Linked DNA regions of Sus scrofa: region 2 is linked to region 1. The links are chromatin contacts, called in public promoter capture Hi-C maps. All regions are on one chromosome and are shown on one strand. Each heading gives the region's core, a stretch centred on a gene start, on an enhancer-like site or on the middle of the called end of the contact. The rest is flanking DNA. Distances are from core to core; before and after follow the strand shown.

The links. Promoter capture Hi-C pulls out the DNA fragments that hold promoters and counts their contacts.
Region 2: a promoter capture Hi-C map of fetal liver shows a contact between it and region 1, with 8 times the contacts expected there. The contact joins the enhancer-like site here to the promoter of WAC in region 1. A contact is called at or near these places in 4 of 5 promoter capture datasets (fetal liver, fetal skeletal muscle, liver and 1 more), 8 of 47 Hi-C or Micro-C datasets (alveolar macrophages, blood, embryonic fibroblasts and 3 more) and 2 of 2 datasets of contacts at active chromatin or transcription factors (alveolar macrophages and skeletal muscle).

What each region holds. Positions count from the first base shown.
Region 1 is chr10:39,930,908-39,936,469 of Sscrofa11.1, forward strand. WAC (WW domain-containing adapter protein with coiled-coil) reads left to right here and starts at 1,655. Exons shown (of 14, transcript XM_013980205.2): 1 at 1,655-1,918; 2 at 2,801-2,837; 3 at 4,354-4,549. The coding sequence starts at 4,411. LOC100621751 reads right to left here and starts at 2,437. Exons shown (of 5, transcript XM_021064279.1): 1 at 2,431-2,437; 2 at 2,196-2,398; 3 at 1,481-1,885. The coding sequence starts at 2,437.
Region 2 is chr10:39,985,249-39,990,672 of Sscrofa11.1, forward strand. WAC (WW domain-containing adapter protein with coiled-coil) reads left to right here. Exons shown (of 14, transcript XM_013980205.2): 5 at 5,148-5,263. Among named protein-coding and RNA genes, the nearest start is that of WAC, 55 kb to the left of the region's middle. Within about 2 kb of position 3,988, at least 5 of the 83 cell types and tissues checked have an H3K27ac peak or open chromatin away from gene starts, as enhancers often do. A contact at or near this core is called in fetal liver and liver, where this site is marked.

The sequences.
Region 1 (5,562 bases), core at 405-2,904:
GGGTTCTTTGCCACTGTGCCACGACAGGAACTCCACTTATTATGTACTGTTGATGAGCACTTGATTCACGTCAAGTGAGCACATAAAGGAACCTTATGCAGGGAACATATTTTCTCCACAAAGAATGGCCTTCCCGTGCCGAGGAATACTAGACAAGACTTCAGCACTATGCTGGGGGGTGACAGCCCTTAAAATCGGAAAAGCACCAATAAAAAGCACCCCAAAAAGCTAAAAACCTAACACTCTGTATATTGTGAAAATCGAATTTGTTTACTCAGGTGAAATAACGCTGAGTGTTGCCGCCTTTAATCTCAGCAGTGCCTGTTAGGCAAATACTTTTTTTGCTGTGCACATCCATGAATGCTGTGGATATTGACTACAAATAAATTTTAGTGAGCAGGTGAATTTGCGAATAGAGAATCTGTGAGGAATGACCAATGACTACACTGACCATAGCAGTCGCCTCTGTAGCCCCGTTTGCTGCTTTTGCTCAAACCGTAACAAGCTCAGCAGACATTTATAATCATTAAAAAAAAATGAGTAATACGTTTTGCTGCCAGTTTTCAAAAAGTTTCTCCATATATTACTTTCTGTAGCCTACAAATCTGATGCCTTTTGTCTTCAACATATTTGTTACAAAAACATTAGAAATTGCACTTTAAAAAGGCTCCAGGTTTTGTTTTGTGTTTCTCATTTCAGTCACTGGCAGTTTTTTTCTTAATTACTGACAGCTTCAGTGGGCATTAAATAGTCCTTTACAGGTTCTCACAAAGAGCAATAATCTTAACATTTGACATGTAATGTGACAAATAAGGTTACATAATTAATATTTTTTCGATCAGTGGTGATTTCAGGGCCTTTTCCTCACATGATTCCGTATCTTCACTATGCCACAAATAATGCAACTGGTTGTATACCAAATAAATAAGTTTTTTGGAGGGATCTTGTTTCTTCTGACTTGTTTCCTATTTAGCTTTTTTCTTCCAGGTAAACGGCTGTGTACTTTATCATCATCTTTTTCACTCAATGTTGCCGTACAAGTTTAGAGCAGAAAAAGAAAACCATCTGAATACCAGTGCCCTCAAGTAAAGCCCTAATTTGGGGGTGGTGATACTTGATTTTTCCCCTCCCAATGTGCAAATGTTCCTATAGGGCCTGGAACAGTCTATAAAATGTAGTTTGCGGAGATTTCATTAAGCTCTCCCTAAGCCGCGCAGAACCTCCAGATGACTGCATTTGAGCGAAAAGGAACGGAAAGAGAGAAAAACGGGAAATAAAGGAAGGAGGGGGTAGGGGAGGAAACGTTAGGAGCAAGGATGCGGAAGCGCCTCGATTCTTTTCCCAAGTAACCCCACCCGTGCGTCCCAGGCTCGGTCGTTTTAACCCAAAGGCCGAGCGGCCCTCGCTCTTCCTCTGGGGGTGCAGGCCCCGCGCCCCCCTTGCTGAGGCTCGCTCGAGCACGCTTCCGGGTGAGACTTACTTTCACGAAGCCGAAGGCCCAGCTCCGGGCCCTGCCCGCGTACGGCGCCCCGGCCCGACTTCGGCTCCTAAGAGCAGGCCTGAGGGGCGTCCCCCCGGCGACCCCGCCGCAAGCCCGGGGCCGCCGAAGCACCAGGCCCGCGCTCTCCCCGAGGGCGCCCCCGCCCCCGCGCCGCTGGGCGCACGCGCAGCCGCCGCCGCCGCCCTTATTTAGTCCGCGATGGCTCCTCGAGCGCCCCACCAGCCTCCTCCCCAAGGCGCCGCCCTCCCCGCGCGCCCCAGGGCCCCTACGACCAGCCTCGGGCGGCTCCCCGAGCCCGACGACCCCTAAACTGGAACGGTGGCGGCCGGACGTACGCTGGGGTTCTGTGGCGGCAACCGGAAAGAGCTGACGCGCGCGAGGAGGCTAGCCAGGCCTCGGAGGAAGAGGAGGGCCGGGGTGAGCCGAGGTTTGCCGAAGGCGGCGTTCCGGAGCCGCGCGAGGGTGGGAGAGGAGGGGCGCGGCGGAAACTGCCGAGGGCTTCCGAAGGCCGCAGAGGCCGAGTTGCCCGGATGTAGTTGGTGGAGCGGCAGCGGCGGCACCAGCGGCGGCGGCGGCAGGAGGAGGAGGAGGAGGAGAAGGACCCGAGCGGCGGCGGTGGCGGCGGGGGGAGGAGGGGCGGAGGCGACGGAGAGGGAGGGGGAGAAGGCGGAGGGGGCAGTCGCTCTCCGCGGGCCGAGCCGGACGCGTCTTCTTGCCCCCTCCCCCCGGTTCGCCGCTGCCCGGCTGAGCGAGAGCGTGGTGCGGGCGGAGGGAGATGGCCCGGGAGCGCCGGCGCCAGTAACGGGGAGGTGCTGAGCGTCGTCGGGGCGCGCCGGGCCCTGTGCCGCCGGAGGCCGCCGCCCGCCGCCTGCGCGCCCGCCGCCCGCCTCGCGGCCGCTGTCCCCCCTCCCCGACACACGCTCACAGGCCGGGCATTGATGGTAATGTATGCGAGGAAACAGCAGAGACTCAGTGATGGGTAAATCGTCTTTTCGTTTCGGGCCGGGCTGCGGGCGGGCGGCGGGGGGGCGCCTCCTTATCTGGGGCCGGCCGCGCCGCCATTTTTGTTGTTAACCCTGCTCGGGCTCTGCCGGGGGGAGCGGCCGCGCGGGCGGCGGCGGGCGGCGGGCGAGTGCAGGCGGGCGGGCGCGCGTGTGAGTGTGAGCGCGAGTGAGCGCGTGTGCGTGCGTGTGAGCGCGCGGGGCCCGACCGGGCATTCGCGGGAGCGCGGGGCGGCGCGGGGTTCCGCGGGGGCCGGGCCGTGCCCGCGTCTCATGTCGCCTCTCTTCCTGTTTTCAGCTGTCACGACCGGAGGGGGGACTCGCAGCCTTACCAGGTACCCGCGAGGCGGCGGAGGGCCGGGCGGCGGGCGGGCTGGGCGGGCGGGGGAGGAACTGCTACTCGAGCGCAGGCTTCGCGAGTCGCTGCAGGCCCTTCGGGGCCCCGGAGCCCACCCGGGCGTCGCGGGCCCCCCGGGCCCCGAGCTCGGCGCCCGACGGGCCCTCGAGACTGATTTTTGACAGGTGACCGGGGGGGTGGTCAGGCTTTTTTAGGAAAAGTCGTTCTCGGCTAAGAACGACCTGACTCGATTATTTGTATGTGAGGGGATTGGTGGGGCGAGGTAATAGGGGATTTCTCAGCCGGCTTTATGTGTGTTGGGGAACTAAAAGTTAAGGTGAAGCGACGGAAATGAGGTGGAAGGCCAGGGAAGAAGCCACTAATTGATTGGCAGCTCTGAAGTGTTTTGTAAACCACTACCCCTTCCTAATTTGTTTTTGGTGCAGTTAAGTGCCTTACTAATGAAAGATGGCGCTTTTGTTTCTATAGGAATTGAGGTCTTTGGATACTTGGGTAATTCATTCTAATGTAGACGGTTCTAGGTACATAGGTTCCTCTTTGTTGTTGCAGTCACTGCATCTAAAATTTCAAAAAATTATGATAGACGTGGCCCCACTTGTCCGGGCCGTCGTGGGGGTGGGGTGGGGATAATGGTTGGTAACTCAGAGGACCCTAGAAGTAAATACTTTCTACATCAGGTTTCTAGGCTGTTACATCTGTTCCTGACTACCATGGGTTGTTAAAGCTCAAGTTAAAAAAAAAAAAAAAACCCTAGGTCCTCTGTAATGTGTTAAAAGATTAAACCCTGTTGAATCAGGCCCTCTGAAATTTAATTAATCACACATTTTAAGAGACTGCTACATCATCATTGTCTTAAATACGTTAAAGATGTCTACATATGCTAGATTATTGCGAGGGAGTTCCATTAAGTTCCACTAAGATAATGTCAGAAATATCAGTCAGCATTTTTATACCTTAATATTGTTTCTGCCACCTGCAAGAGTAGTTGTTAGGTCTGAAATGCTTTGCTTAAATCCAAGAATTGGAAAACCTGATGGGTTCTCTCTCCCTTTTTTTTTGTTGGTTTGCAGAAACATGTTTATACTTATTTATATGCATTTCAGTTTTAGAGCAGAAACAAATTACAGTAGTACTCTGACTCTGCTTTTCTTTAAACTTTTTAATTTCCAGAAAAATTTATTGAGAAGTGAATGTCCCAACATGTTTGATTTCTTGTATTTATAAGATAATTTGTTTGATTTCTTGTATTTATAAGATAATGAATGGGTTTTTTTTTTTTAACATAAGGTATTACAACTTGAGGAGCCTTATAGTAACTCTTAGGCATTTAGGTATTGTCTGTAAAACTTAAAGGTAGACCTGAAAGAGGAAATTTTAGTTTTATTGATCTAAACTCATAAAACATAAATTATATACCAAATTTTGTAATGAAATTAATTTAGAAAGTTTAAGATGTCAATTCTTTCTTTCTTTGGGGGGGTGATGTTTTACAGGCACTTAAGTATTCATCGAAGAGTCACCCCAGTAGTGGTGATCACAGACATGAAAAAATGCGAGACGCCGCAGATCCTTCACCACCAAATAAAATGTTGCGGAGATCTGATAGTCCTGAAAACAAATACAGTGACAGTACAGGTCACAGTAAGGCCAAAAACGTGCATATTCACAGAGTTAGAGAGAGGGATGGTGGTGAGTAGCTTTTTTTGTTTAAACTTTCACATGTATTTATTCTTAGTAAAAAATTTGTATAAAACAAAAGGTATACTATATCTAGCTTCAAGGTGTTACTATATGCTTATATCAGAATATTTTATTTTTGTTGATTTACTTAATTCCTAAACAAATTTCTGTAGAAATAAGATTCTGACCTGAGTGAGCATCTAAACGGTGACTGAAGTGGCTGGTAGTTAGAGGAGTCATTTATGCAATGTAGTCTGCCAATGCTTTATTAGTGGTGAGAGAAGGGCTGGACATTTTTCCACAAAAGGAACTTTCACCTTTTTTTTTTTTTTTTTTTTCTTGTCTTTTTTCGTTTTCTTGAGCCACTCCCGCTGCATATGGAGGTTCCCAGGCTAGGGGTCTAATTGGAGCTGAAGCCACTGGCCTATGCCAGAGCCACAGCAACTTGGGATCTGAGCCACGTCGGCGACCCACACCACAGCTCACGGCAACACCAGACCCTTAACCCACTGAGCAAGGCCAGGGATGGAACCTGAAACCTCATGGTTTCTAGTTGGATTCGTTAACCACTGCGGCACGATGGGAACTCCCGAACTTTCACCTTTTCAAGTAAAGATTTTAGTTTTTTGGCTTAGTTTATTTTGAAATCCTTGTTCTGAGGCGTTCAGACATGTTTCCTAAGGGTAAAGTATGAATTAAAAATTTTAGTAAGTTTTTTGTGACAGTTCATTGGTTTATTGTTTGGGGGTGGTGCACCTGTGGCATATGAAAGTTCTCAGGCTAGGGGTCAAATTGAGCTACAGCTGCCAGCCTACGCCACAGCCATAGCCACATCAGATCCGAACCTCGTCTGTGACCTACACCACGGTTCAAGGCAGCACCAGATCCTTAACCTACTGAGGCCAGGGATCGAACCTGCAACTTCATGGCTCGTGGTTGAATTTGTTTCCACTGTGCCACAACGGGAACTCTAATTCACTGGTTTAAAAAAAATCGTTTATAAGTCAGAAAATTCATTTTGA
Region 2 (5,424 bases), core at 2,738-5,237, 57 kb after region 1:
GAAGTGGGAAATAGCATCACGTGTTTGGAGAACACAGATTTTGATCATGTGGGAAAATGGCCCGCCTCAGGTTACAGGGATAAGTGGGGCCAGATCACGAAGAGTTCTATACCTGCCAGGAAATATGAATTTTATATAAAGGCTACTAAAGGATATAATTGGTGAAGTAACATATTTACAGTTTTAAAAACATCAGATAGCAATGTGGAAAATACATTGTAGGAAGGAAGAACAACTAGAAGGCTGTAGAAGTACAGGCTGAATCCAGCAGATGCTGCCTTGGTTATATGGGTGAACATGACATCTTGATTGGTATTGAAAGACCCTTGAGAGTTTATTATTTTTTGTTCCTTGTCGAATGTGTGTGGATAGTACATTTCCATATAATTAGGATGTCAGTGATGTTCATAAAAATTAATTTAGAGTAGTTTTAAATATTGTATTAGTCGGGGTCCAGTTAGGAAAACAGAAATCATACTAATTATTTTAGCACAGAGAATTTTAAATACAGGGTTGGTTAAGTAGATATTAACAGGTATTGTGGACTGTAGTGATTACCCCTGAGGACTGGGGAATGAAAGGAAGTGGGGGAGGTTGTCAGAACCTAACAGCTCAGAGGAGGATCCTGCATGGTTGATGATAGTGCCTCTGAGACGTGTGAGGAAGCGGGTTCTCTTTCTGGGTGGACAGCTGGGAACCGGAACCAGCTGTGCCTTCCAGGCTTCTCCCCTCTCCTGCCTTTCAGTCCTCTTCTAATGTCTAGTGTTGGCAGGATCTGACAGGAAGCCAGCTGGCTAAATAGAATGTAATTTGCATTATCCCAGCCCTGGCATCACAACAGAAGATAGACGGATGGTATTGAGGCTGAGACAGCGGCTCTCAACCTTCACGGTGTTGACCTCGCACTGTTGTGCTGAAGCATTTTCACCAAAAGGTAGACTTAGGTTTTACAATGAGTATCTACATTTTTGTGGAAAATGGCCCTATTAATTTAACAAAGTAGCGCCAACCTAAGGTTCCCTTTATCACTGACAATTCAGATTTGGTATTTGTCTGCTATTAGGACAAAGGCCATGTGGACATTGTTTTGGTGGGAAAAATCCCTTATTTAGGAAAAATAAGGAATGGATTGACATGATAAAATTAGAAAGAATAAATAACAGGCATTAGATAAGCTTGAAAGATCCAAATTTTAAAGGGTGTTGGTATTTCACTGTGTGAGTGGAAACTGAAGATGGATTAAATAAATATCTTGTGTTTTCAGAATCAAGGTTCCACTTTCTGTAGATCTCAACTCTAGACATATAATTAACCTTCAAGTCATCTTTTTCATTATAATGTACTCAGTGGGCATGTTTTTGCAAACTATAAGTTTAATCTTATCTGAGAAGCTAGCTTTTGAACATTTCTGAAGGTTATTTGTAACTGTTTTAAAATCACTTCTAATGGAAGTTTATTGGTAATAAACAAAATTACTTCTCATTTATATTCATAATGAAAGAAGAAATGAACAGATTCGTATTAGGTAACCCAGGTCAACACATTATTTTAACCCATGTTAAAATATGGAATAGCTTTTTTTTAAAGTGGGTTTTTATTTTCCTTTGCGCTTTTGAAGTTTTAAATCTGTCTTTGAAAATTGGTAGCAGTATTATTTGAAGTTAGGTACACAGACCTTTGGTCGTACGGATGATTTGTATTAAGTTAATTGTTGAAAGACGAGTTGAAACTGCCTAATTTTTTCAGTGTTAAGATAGTCACGTTGTAGTTCCCTGCTAAGTTCTAAGATGAACATTTATTATGGTGTTTAACACAGAGCGCCCCCCCCCAGTTCATAGTAAATATCTAGGCCTTGTTGAATCTAAATATTTAGCCTTTTTGAATGCCTCCTCCTTCCTAGTCTAAATCATGATAGGACTCCCAGACATCACGTAGGCTGCTTTAGATTGTTATGCATATTTCTGATTTTCTTAAGAGATCTCTTTATTCAGAGAGTCTCTTTACTTGGGGAAAAAAAATATTTCCATTTAGACATTATAATTGGAATCTTCCCTTTTAAGTATCTTTCACCAATTTTCATTTGTTGGTAGTGCTTTAAATTCAATCCTAGATTACTTTGCATTTATACACCAACTCCCCTAGCTATTAATTAAATATCTTCTGTTTTCAATTTAAATACCTTTTGGAGTTTTTTAAGTTTGAGGCACTTAAGATCTGTCCTCTGTAATCAGTCTTGCCTGAAGATAGTCTACTTAATCATAGAATTCTTAGGACTCCAAGAAGTTCTTTTTACAGGGAATGCCATCTTTGATGTTATTTAATGAACTATTCTTCATTAACCCATAATTAAATCCCAAAATTAACACTTTGTTTTCTATAGCTTAACTTTGAGAAGGAGTGGTGGGACTCTGTTTCAGGGAGAGTAAATAGGGAGATGCTTTTTTTTATTTAAGAAGAGAAAAGCAGCTTTCATGTAGGAGTTTTAAGACATTCTGAATTGAAAGAGCAGATAGGTGCTTCAGTAATTATTTAGTGCTATTTTACAGCAGCCATTTTCATACTTTTTAGTCTCAAGACCTCTACATTCATTAAAATCGAGAACTTTCATTTATGTGGACTATCATCGTTTACTATATTAAAATTTTAAACTGATAAATTTGAAAAGTAATTTATTAAAAAAGTTGTAAAGCTATTGTTACATGTCAATACATGTAATATATTTCTATGAAAAATAACTTTCTGAAACAAAAATAGACATTGACCATCTCTTTAATTCTTAACTTCGATGGGAAAAGATAACTAGAATGTCATAGCTGCTCTACATCCAGTCTTCTGTGATATCAAATTTCCTGTAAAGCCACTGGGAAACACCACTGTGTTCTTTTGATAGAATGAGGAGGCAGAAGATAGAATTGTCTCAGCAATATCTGTAGCAGTATTAGTTATGTTTTTGTGAATGATCTCTCGGAGTCCCTCAGGGGTTCCCAAGCAGCACTCATTGAACCGTTGCCTTAGAGCACATGTTGGCAACTATACCAAGCCTAATTTCTTAGAAAACTTAAAACATAAGGCCTGCAAACATTTCATTTTAATTTTAGATATTTTTAAAATTAAAAAACCTGAGAATTTAATGTATAACTTGGTAAGTAGCTGATAGCACTGTATTGTAAATTGAAATTTGCTAAGAAAGTAGAGCTGAAATGTTCTCACAGGGAAGTCTGTGACTGGGGTGACAGAGACGGATGTGTTAATAACTAGATGAGCGGAATCCGTTCACCATGTATATGGATATCAAATCATTGAGGTGTACACTTAAATGTCTTACAGTTTTTTGTCACTTATATCCCAGTAAAGCTGAAAAAAAGAGATTGATTTTGTCTTTTGGCTGTGTGTGTGTGTGTTTGTGTGTTTAGGGCTGCACTCACAGCTTATGGGTTCCCCGGCTAGGGGTCAAATCGGAGCTTCAACTTTCGGCCTACACCATAGCCACAGCAACATGGGATCTGAGCCGTGCCTGTAATCAACACCACAGCTTGCAGCAACACTGCATCCTTAACTCACTGAATTAGGCCATGGATCGAACCCACATGCTCCTGGATACAAGTCATGTCCTTAATCCGACGAGTCACAAGAGGAATTGCTATTGGCATTTTAAAAATTACCCTTTTACTTAAAAGATTTTTTCCTTAACCTTTTTTTTTTGAGGATAGAAGCAGGGTGGAGAAGATGAACTTAAGTTGCTAGTATGTTACTGTGTAGCGCTGTACCTTGGAGCACATTCTATTAAGACAGACATTAACTTGTACTAACCCAGGATATGATAGACCCCTGCTTACGAAGGTTCTGATTTGTGAACTTTTAACTGTCCTGGAGGTTGTGCCAGAATGGAAATTAACTGTCATGAAGTGCACTGTTTACTTGAGCAGTGTTTGTTTTGTAGAGCAATGCCTTTGGCTGGGGAAGCAGTATGTTGATAGTTATTCTGATGCAAGCTCGTTTTCCTATAGCACAGGTCACACAGTTCACACAGCCATCAATTTGAAGAGCGCTGGTTTAGACCACTCTGATCCTAGCCTTCTGGAAGCTAGGGGATTGAGAATTAACTGTCTACTGATTTTGAAGGTTTAGAAGCATGGGGCTGATTTCCAGCAGCCTTATTATTCTGAGATGTAAACCTCAGAGCAAATTCTGTAGTATTTCTTCACGGGTCCTCACGATTACTAGGACATTTCCAAAATTAGTGTTGATTTATTGGAAAAACAGCAGATTTTTTCTTCTACCACTAATTAGTTTTGTGACCTGTGAACAACCTGGAAGTTCTCTTGGCTTGTTCTCAGGCGGTAAATTAAAGCTGAGTAGGCAGTGCATAAGGATTCCTTTGCTCAAGCTTTAGAACTGACCCTCTACATTGTGGTAAATCCAGAAGAAGGATGGGCTGTCAAAGTATATATTTTTTAATTTATTTTCATGTCAGGGCTCCACCAGATTGAGTTAAGAGAAAATGAGTGATACTGCTAATCCATAATGAGAGACAGGATTTATTTCTTACTTGACCCATCTCATGGATTTTGGAGGAGAAATAAAGTCATAGCTTGTAATTAGCTTTGTGTTTACATTAAAGTTTTTTGGGTGTGTGTCTGTGTTTTTTTCCCCTCACTAATAAGAACATTGAATACAGGCTGGTTGTTCTCTATTAAAGTCTGTGTGATCACTACTTCTGCTGCGAAGAGCTTGGATCTTCTCTTTTCTCATGCTGTCAAATCAGTCATTTGAGAGTGGGTTCTCTAACCTCCCTCCATGTGACTTATTTCAGCAATTAAAGCTGTGATGATGGGGAGCTTTTGTAATGCTTTTCTAAAGTCAAGGTGATGTTGATTTCATGTCTTTGTTCCTGGGCCTCATAAACTACTAATCTGTTTAATTTGATATTTTAGCAATTGGTTTTCCATTGTTATCCTTTAAGGTCTATATAGACTAAGCTCTCCCAGGAGGTATACACACATAATTACATCTTATATCAGCGTACCTTTAACACAAATCTTTTTTCATATGTATGCTTTGAAAACAATCGACGTTCTCGATATTTCATATCAAGTGATATTAAGTATTAGTAACATTTTCTAATCTTTAAAAATGTATTTTTTAAGCCTTATGATTCTGCAGATGACTGGTCTGAACATATTAGCTCTTCTGGGAAAAAATACTACTACAATTGTCGAACAGAAGTTTCACAATGGGAAAAACCAAAAGAGTGGCTTGAAAGGTATCCGCTTTTAATGTAATTGAACATTATTTCTCATTCTTGATTCTATAGGCTACCATCTTAGAATGCTAAACATTGTTAAGTTTAGGTTTCTTAGTGTGGTGCTCATCACTCCCCTTTTTAATTGCAGTGGTTAGCCCATTGTCTGTGTTTTCCATAAT